Linked DNA regions of Gossypium hirsutum: region 2 is linked to region 1. The links are chromatin contacts, called in public Hi-C maps. All regions are on one chromosome and are shown on one strand. Each heading gives the region's core, a stretch centred on a gene start, on an enhancer-like site or on the middle of the called end of the contact. The rest is flanking DNA. Distances are from core to core; before and after follow the strand shown.

The links. Hi-C and Micro-C count contacts between places; a contact is called where the count stands out from the background.
Region 2: a Hi-C map of petal shows a contact between it and region 1, with 3 times the contacts expected there. The contact joins the promoter of LOC107901346 here to the promoter of LOC107901349 in region 1. A contact is called at or near these places in 4 of 34 Hi-C or Micro-C datasets (callus, leaf and petal).

Annotation. Positions count from the first base shown.
Region 1 is chrD06:7,552,535-7,556,804 of Gossypium_hirsutum_v2.1, reverse strand. It overlaps LOC107901349 (ubiquitin-like domain-containing protein CIP73), which reads left to right and starts at 2,846. Exons shown (of 16, transcript XM_016827307.2): 1 at 2,846-3,076; 2 at 3,254-3,422; 3 at 3,871-3,988. The coding sequence starts at 3,300.
Region 2 is chrD06:7,799,665-7,803,849 of Gossypium_hirsutum_v2.1, reverse strand. LOC107901346 (protein S-acyltransferase 24) reads right to left here and starts at 2,323. Exons shown (of 13, transcript XM_016827302.2): 1 at 1,704-2,323; 2 at 1,050-1,190; 3 at 246-358. The coding sequence starts at 2,000.

The DNA of each region.
Region 1 (4,270 bases), core at 1,597-4,096:
TATTATTCACTTAATATACTGAAGTTCAACATTTGTTGCGAACTATCGTGTTATATTTACAATGATTTTGGCTTGTTACCGGGGGCGGATGTAAAGCCTTCGGGCTTGGCATTTGCTGCCATGCGTGTTTTCAGAGGGATGATAACCTATGGGCTAGGCACTTGGTGCCATGGCGTGTTCTCAGTTGGATTGGCTCGTTTGAGCTTTCTGGCATGTTTTGGGTGGATAACCATGTACTCGTATCTGTTATATCGTTCATCAGGAAAATTTCCAGCGATAGATGACTTATTACTGAATTGTGTAATGGATTGCATGATTTTTCGATATTATTGTGACTTGATATTGAATGATCTCATGTGATTGAATATATTATGCAAATCATATATGTAAATGTATAAAGTCACCTGTTGAATGATTGTCGTTGACAGTATTTATTGTTTGTTAATCTTGTTAATGTAATTGCTTTGTTTATATGGTAAGTTTTATCATTTTAACCATTGAACTTACTAAGCTCTATGGAAGCCTACTCATGTCACTTTTTCTTGTTTCTTTATAGATAACATTTTATGGAGTCGGGTGATCGGATCAAGCTGAAGATCACACTATCTATATATTTACCGGTAATTTTTGACATGTTCATATTTGGATCATATAGCATCTAATAGGTGTGTCTTGTGTATGATTGAGATACTTATTACAAGTGGTACATATTGTACTTGTGTGATGTCATTTAAGTTGGATTTTAGCTTACTTGTGTATATGCCTTTGGTTTTGGTTTGTACAGACTTTTATAAATGTCTTTGGTTATTTGGTACATGCCTCATGGGAGTGTTTGAAATATGGTAAATTAGGATGTGAATGGATTGATTGGATTGGTAGGTTTAGCATATGTTTAATGTATGGAATTGTGATATTTGAATGCAAGTTGTTTGGTTTGTAATGTGGATTTGGTTTGATAATTGAATTGTGGTGTCAATGAGGGTATATTGGTTAGGCACATAGGTTGAATGTGTTGGTATGTTTTGAGTATGTTTGAATGTGTTTTAAAGGTATGAAAATGATTATTTTTGGTTTGCCTTGGTACTTAAGGTTTGAGTGAAAAGTTTTGCCTTGTTTAGGAAGTGACTTAAGGTGTACACGGCTTGGGACATGAGCTGTCACACGACCGTGTACCACATATGGTTACACCACATGATCGTGTGTCATCTTGATTTTAAGTACAAGATTTTTCATATAACATCAAGCTGTTACACGGCCTAAAGACACAGCCTTGTGACCTTATTTTGAATACTCACACGCCTTGCGATACGACCGTGTGACATTATTTCAATTTGTACACAGGCTGTGACACAGTCATGTGGCCCAAATTTCGAATTGTACATGGCTTGGCCACACGACCATGTTTCTAAGCCACACGGTTTGGGCTCTATCACATGGTCGTGTGACCCCTATTTCCAAAATTTTTAAAATTTTTTCATATTTTTCTACTTTATTTCAAATTAGTCCCTGATTGTTTTCAAACTATTTTTAAAGTCTCGTAAGCTCAATTTAAGGCCTATAAGTGTGTATTTATGCTATGTTTAATATGTGGATTGAATATTGATATTTAAATTAATGTTTGAATGGTTTAATGATGTTATTTGAGTTTATATGTGTCATAATACTCCATAACCCAAATCCGGAGACAGAGATGGGTTAGGGGTGTTATAGGCACCAACTGTACTCTTGTGGCATCCCGTTGGATGCATCCCTCTAGATGTGGTTTATGCCAACCATCCCTTGTGACAACAACATAAAAGTTCTCAACATGGAAAATTCAGACACATTGGCCATCCCCACAAGGTTAGTGTAGTGGACATCGCCCCCTAAGGTTATCATAGTACTTCAATATTCGTACACCCAAATAAAGAAGGCATGCATTACTCTTCTTAAAAGGAATCGAAACCGAAAAACAAAGCAATTGGTTGGAAATCTGGTCGAAAAATAAACTAGAAGAAAACCGACAAAATCTCACTAGGTTCAATTCCTAGGAAAGATTGGAGGGGTTACAAACGATCCTGCTTAAAACCCAATCTTCTAGACAAAATTTTCCTCCCGTGTAATTTCGCAGAACATCAAAATTTAGAGACTAGAAAGAAGCTATTTTTCTTTTGTTGTGTTCTTTGAAAAATGAGGATAATAACCTCCTATTTATACAGTTTTCTAAAGGGTAAAATGGTAAAATAAAAGTGTTAGTTTTCAAGAATAATAGAGGATTTTTCTCAACAAACATATTTTGAAAATATTTTTTGTAACAGTTAGAGAATTTTCCGCAATCGAAAATATTCTTTTGCATTACCAACACTTTATGAATTTTTAAAGAATTTTTTTTATATTTTAGATCTTTTAATTTTTTTTCATAATTATAGATTAAAAATTTGAAAAAGTATCAAATTAAATATTTAACTATAGTTCATAAGTTAAATTAGATATTAACTATTGAATTAACTTAGCATGTCAAATTAGATATAAACTTTTAAGTTAACTTGTCATGTTCTTTTAAGACCATAATAACTATTAAGAGATGAATAAACAAAATATTATAATTCGATAACGTTTAGTGTATAAACTTTTATAGTTCAATCGAAAAAAAATAATCATAAATTGTTATTTTTATAATTTATCCTATATAAATAGATATTTAAGATAAATCAAATTGGTAAATTATATAATTAATTTTTTTATTTATTATAAAATTCATAATTTTGATTATTTAATTAAATATTTAAGATAATATAAATATAAATATAAATATAAATATAAATATAAATATAAATATAAATATAAATATAGGGTTCAGCTTTTATTACACCTTATTTTTTTGTTCATTTATTTCTCTTTCGTCTATCATCATCTTCCTCCTACCATCGTCCCTCTTCTCTCTCTCTCTCGTCTCTGCAAATCAGTTTTTTTTTTCCTTCTCTTCTCATCTCAGTTCTCACCCACCGCCGTGTCCGCTGGTTTCTGCCGGATCTGACCTGTATCCCGTGTCGGATCGTATCGACACGGGTACTGCACCCCAAATTGCCGAGTCCAGGTAACGAAGGTCATATGCTTGTTATTCATGGGGAAAGTAATGCGAAAATTTAGTAGCGCGATTGACTTTTGACGTGCTAATTTGTTTCTTTTATTTCTAATGAATGCTTAATCAGTACTTATGAAATTTTCTTTTGTTCAATTAAACATAAAACATTATTTTTTGCCTCCTTTGAAGGTTCATTGTTTTCCTCGATTACGGGTTTTTGTGTGGTCAGAGGAAAATGGGAAGCACCAGTGCTCATAAAGTCCCCAGTGATACAGAAATGGAAGGTTCTGAGGCCACGATAGAAATAAAAATAAAAACATTGGACTCTCAGACTTATACTTTGAGAGTGGATAAACAGGTAAGTTACTCTCAGTTTGTTTTGTCATGAATTAACCCAAGGTCTGATATTGTGCTGTTGTAAGATGTTGTTCAGTTCACCAATTACAATTGGTTAATGCATATTTACTTACAAGTTTTTCTGTCCAGCACCTTTTTTTTTTTAATATTTTGTGACAAATCTTGGACTTTGCATAGAATCTTTTCTTCATTTCTTGAAGAATTTGAATTGTTAATGTAAAAATGTTGTCTAATTTTGCTAGTAGCAGTTCACAAAAACTTTGATATGATAGCTTCCTATGGTTACCATGATTTTTCATGGGTAGTTGAGGTTTTCTAATCTTTAACCTTTTAACTTCCTTCTGATTGACTTGCCACTTATACTAGCATATTTGTTCTAAATTTTATACGGTTAATTCTTTAACCGTTGTGCTTTGCATTTTTGTTCATTGTCTCTGTATACTTTACAGATGCCAGTTCCTGCACTAAAAGAACAGATTGCTTCTGTAACTGGTGTGTTGTCAGAGCAACAACGGCTAATCTGTCGTGGAAAAGTTCTAAAAGATGATCAGCTCCTTTCTGCATATCGTATCCATTTTCTTTTCAATATTCATGCTGATTTGTAAAGTGGCTACCAGATTTTATTGATTTTCTCAGGTGTAAAGTTGTTCCATTGTATTTATTGCTGCTATTTTTTCTTTTGCAGCAAGTCCCTCTCATTGGGACCTAAAAGAAATTTTCCAAATGCTAGTTCACTTCAGCCTTACACAGATAAGGGGTGGAAGAAGTACTGAATAATATTCTATAGGGGGTGGAAGAATTCTGCCAAAGAGGAATTTGGTTTGGTTTTGGAGTCTGCTGATCTCCTGA
Region 2 (4,185 bases), core at 1,074-3,573, 250 kb before region 1:
ACAATAACTCATTAAGTACCAAAAAAAATGGTTCATCATTGATTACAAGGAAATTTGAAGTACCTAAGTAATCGAACATAGAAAACAATGTGATGCTAATGCTAGATAAGGGAAAAAAATCAACCCCCACAAATATGAAAGATAAAATGCTGATATTTAGATAGTGAAATAAAGAGCAGCACCATAGTGCCTTATCCTAGACCATCAAATGAATAAGAGAGATGCAAGAAGAACTCCTCATGTACCAGTGTAAAGGGCTTCGCCCATCGTTATCAGGAAGGTCAGGGTCAGCATTCCATTTCGAAACAACATGATAGAGAAAAGAAGTCTGACCATATTGGGCAGCAACATGTGTAATCTGCATCAAATTACAAAACTAAGTATGCATCCATTTGGAAGTAGAATTAAAAGCAAGCAATATATCAATTTGGCTATTGTCATACAATTAAATTGTAAAACACAAATAGCATAAAGTTTTCAGTATTAATTAAGAAATAGAAACCAGCCTCATGTTCTACACTTCTAGCAAATTTCTTTTTTAAAAAAAGTGAAAAAAAAGAAAAAGTAACAACTATAAATAATTGCACATAATGTTAGATGATACCTAAAGGATAAAATTACAGGGACAAGGACTAGGGAAAATATAAGGGGATCTAGCATGTTAGCAACCCAGAGCAAACAAGAAAGCATGACATGCTATGCTTTTAGGCGTCCTTGAGGTCCCAGACAAATAAGAATATAAGTGAGTGAATATTGTCTCCAGCAAGTATATAAGGTTTAACCAAAATGCATAGCAAAAACATATCTTCTTTAAATTAAGCCTCAAAATATCAATATGATGTACTCGTTTTATTGAAACCACATACTGCTGAGTTCCCATGCAGATTGAAACCAACTTCAGCAGAGAAGAATGTCTAAAACAGCTAGCTTTGTTTTAACAATAATTTACATTGCTTTCATCGTCCCAAATCCATATTATGGGGAGCCATGCCAATTTCTTGAATAAGAAAGAATATAATACAGGGCACCGCATTGAAGAAAATGCTAACCTGGTAACCATAGATCTCAGCAGCATCAACACGAGCACCCTCTTGGAGTAAAACCTCAGCAACCTGTACTGCACCACGGACTGCACTCCAGTGCAAGGCTGTCTGTCCATTATGATCCACCGCATGCACATCTCCACCATGCTAGCATATCAAGACAACCCAAAATCTGCTCAATTAAACTGAATTTATCCAATGAAAACTTAGGGTGGGTTTGGAGGGTTTGGATAGGCGATTGGGTGCGGTGCGGTGCGTTGAGGTTACTTTTTGTCTCACACTACAGTATCGAATCTCACCGCCACCGCTATTTTTACACTCACAGATAAACGCACCGCCCATCCAAATTCACTCACAGTTAAATGCACCGCCCATCCAAATTCACCCTTAAACACATGTCATAACTAAAAATTAAAATTCAAACAACTTCAAAAGTCATTTCCATGACTCAAAAGCATGCATTCCCAAAAATGGAGCTCACTAAGCCCATTAAACCCCAATTCAATAAATGTTTAGAAAAAAAAATTCCATGAATTGGCTACCAAATAAAAACAGTTCAATAAATCCCAAACTCAAAATTTCAGAAACAAAACTCCCAACTTTGACAGGAAAGGCAATTCATTAAATCCATAAAAATAACCAAACAAAAATAAATAAAACCTCGATGATGTACTGAGCAGCTGCGGTTCTATTATTCAAAGCAGCCCACTGGAGGGCATAGTAACCAAGGCCATCAGGCTCGGAAAGAGAGCAACCCTCGGACTCAACCAACCTCTGAAGTTTCTCCAAATCCCCATAAGCAGCAGCGGTATAGACATCGTTCTTCAAGCTCTCATCATCAGCAACATCACCAACAACCCCATGATGCCCTCCCCCATATTCATTTCCATTCGCTACAGCGCCACTCAATTGCTTCAAAGGTACAGTCTCCTCCACCACCTCGATCTCCGACGACATATCTCAAAGACCCAACAATCGAGAAAGACCAATGATTTTTTTTCCTTTTTAATGATCTGGGGTTGACTTTGTTTTTCAATAATTCGGTTTCAAATAAAAATGTGGGGGGGCAGCATTTAGGGTATTTGGAGGGAAGAAGGAAGAGAGGAGATGGGATTGGAGGGTGTTTCGCTTTGGCGTCCGTGCCGGGTTGACTGATGATGCCGAAGCCAAGGCACAGGACAAGTGCCAAGGCCACTTTGCCTAAGCAATAACTCGTAGGAATTTTGAGAAGGTGTGTTGTCTTCCGGTTTAACAAAAAGAAATAAATGTAATTTGAAATATTTGCACAAAACCGACCAAAATATAATTCACATTCAAGATCGTCCAAAAACAAATCACTTAAATAGATGTCACAAAATCGAGTTTTAAACGAGTAGAAGATTTACCAATTTAACAATATGATAGTGTAAGTTTCTTAACGATCCACTTGACATATTCCGCAAGTAGACAATTTTACAGGGAAAAGAGAAACAAAGGAGTAAGCATTACATATGCTTAGTAAGTTCACAATTATTAAAACAACTTACCTCATTTTATGAATTTAAACAACAAGTTATTCAATTTGATGATTTTGTCTAAATTCGACAACCCTATATCAACAATGTGAGTTCATCCCGTAACCAATTCATATAATAATCTAAACATTTAGCATTTCAAATAATTTTAATACCAATCACATGAAAATCAACAACTCAATATCATTCACAACATTCCAATTCACAAATACAACTAAAAGTCTCAATAGTACACATGTATCAATGTATTCAAGCTTCAATTAATCAATCTAAAGGTTATATCGTATCATTTCATTTTGTTGTCAACAATACATCCAATTTCAATATAATGGCTGTCATTATTCCATTTTATTGTTCGAATTTTACATCAAATTCATAGATTTATCACATTTCCATATTGGCCCTTCGGCTCGTATATCCGATACGTATGAGCATTCAATACTATCGATATTCATATATACATCATTAATCAACTTTGTATTACCATATCAAAATTAGCAATTTAGCTTATATCTCACAAATCAAATATCACATTACTTTCTATTTCATATCTATTTATAATCTTAATTATCAAATAACACTTTTCATTTCAGATTTTCAATTTCATGATTGCGAGGACTCTATCATCATTGTTTCAATTATATTTATCCCGTTTTTACCATTTATTCCCCCTAATAACTCGACTCGAACTTGGACGGATACATGAATCTAACTAACACACTAGTTTGGCATCTAGTGCCTTATCGGATAAATCTTAAGTAAATAGTTTGCACCCAACGCTCATTAATAAGTTTGACACCCAATGTCTCATCAGTATAACCGAAGTAATTTGGCACACCATGCCTCATCGACTCTTAATCGATGTAACCCTGAATTCTTCCTATCGTATGGCATGCCAACTATATCTGACTCTACCCGGATAGTTAATAGGGTAACCATCTTCAATTTCCATTATAAGCCAATTTATCAATTCAATTATATATGATCAATAGTAATTCATCAAAACATATCAATATACCAACATAATTCTTCTCAATACAAAATCCATTTTGCATTTACATCAATATACAATAATCTCGAATCAATTCAATTTAGTCCTTACCGTAAACAATCGATCAATTTCACACTAGCACAATTCAATCAATTATAATCAATTATCAATTCATTTTTATTTCAGATATCAATTCATCATTTTAGTTTTAACCTTTAGCTTATCATTTTTCTATGTTTTAGTTCATAACTCACCCGTTGTACCAAATTGTGCACAATTCAAACTATTATCAAACAAATACAAAATCAAAAATCAAAAATCAAAAACCAAAAAATTAATTAAAATTATATTATGAGAACTTACCTAATCAAATCAGCAACAAAACAAGTCACTAAGGACTAAAAAGCAATTTTTGTCATTTCCCTAATTTTCTTCAATTTAGTCCAATTTTTGATCTATTTAATAGTTCAATTCAATTTATCAATTCCAAACATCTTATTTCATCATATTATAAGCATACATCAATTTAATTTTATTTTTTGAATGCCCCTAAAATTTTATATTTTATTTAATTTAGTCCCTAAAACCAAAACTATCATAATTTTCGCATTTAGGCACCATTTTTCATTTTGATTTC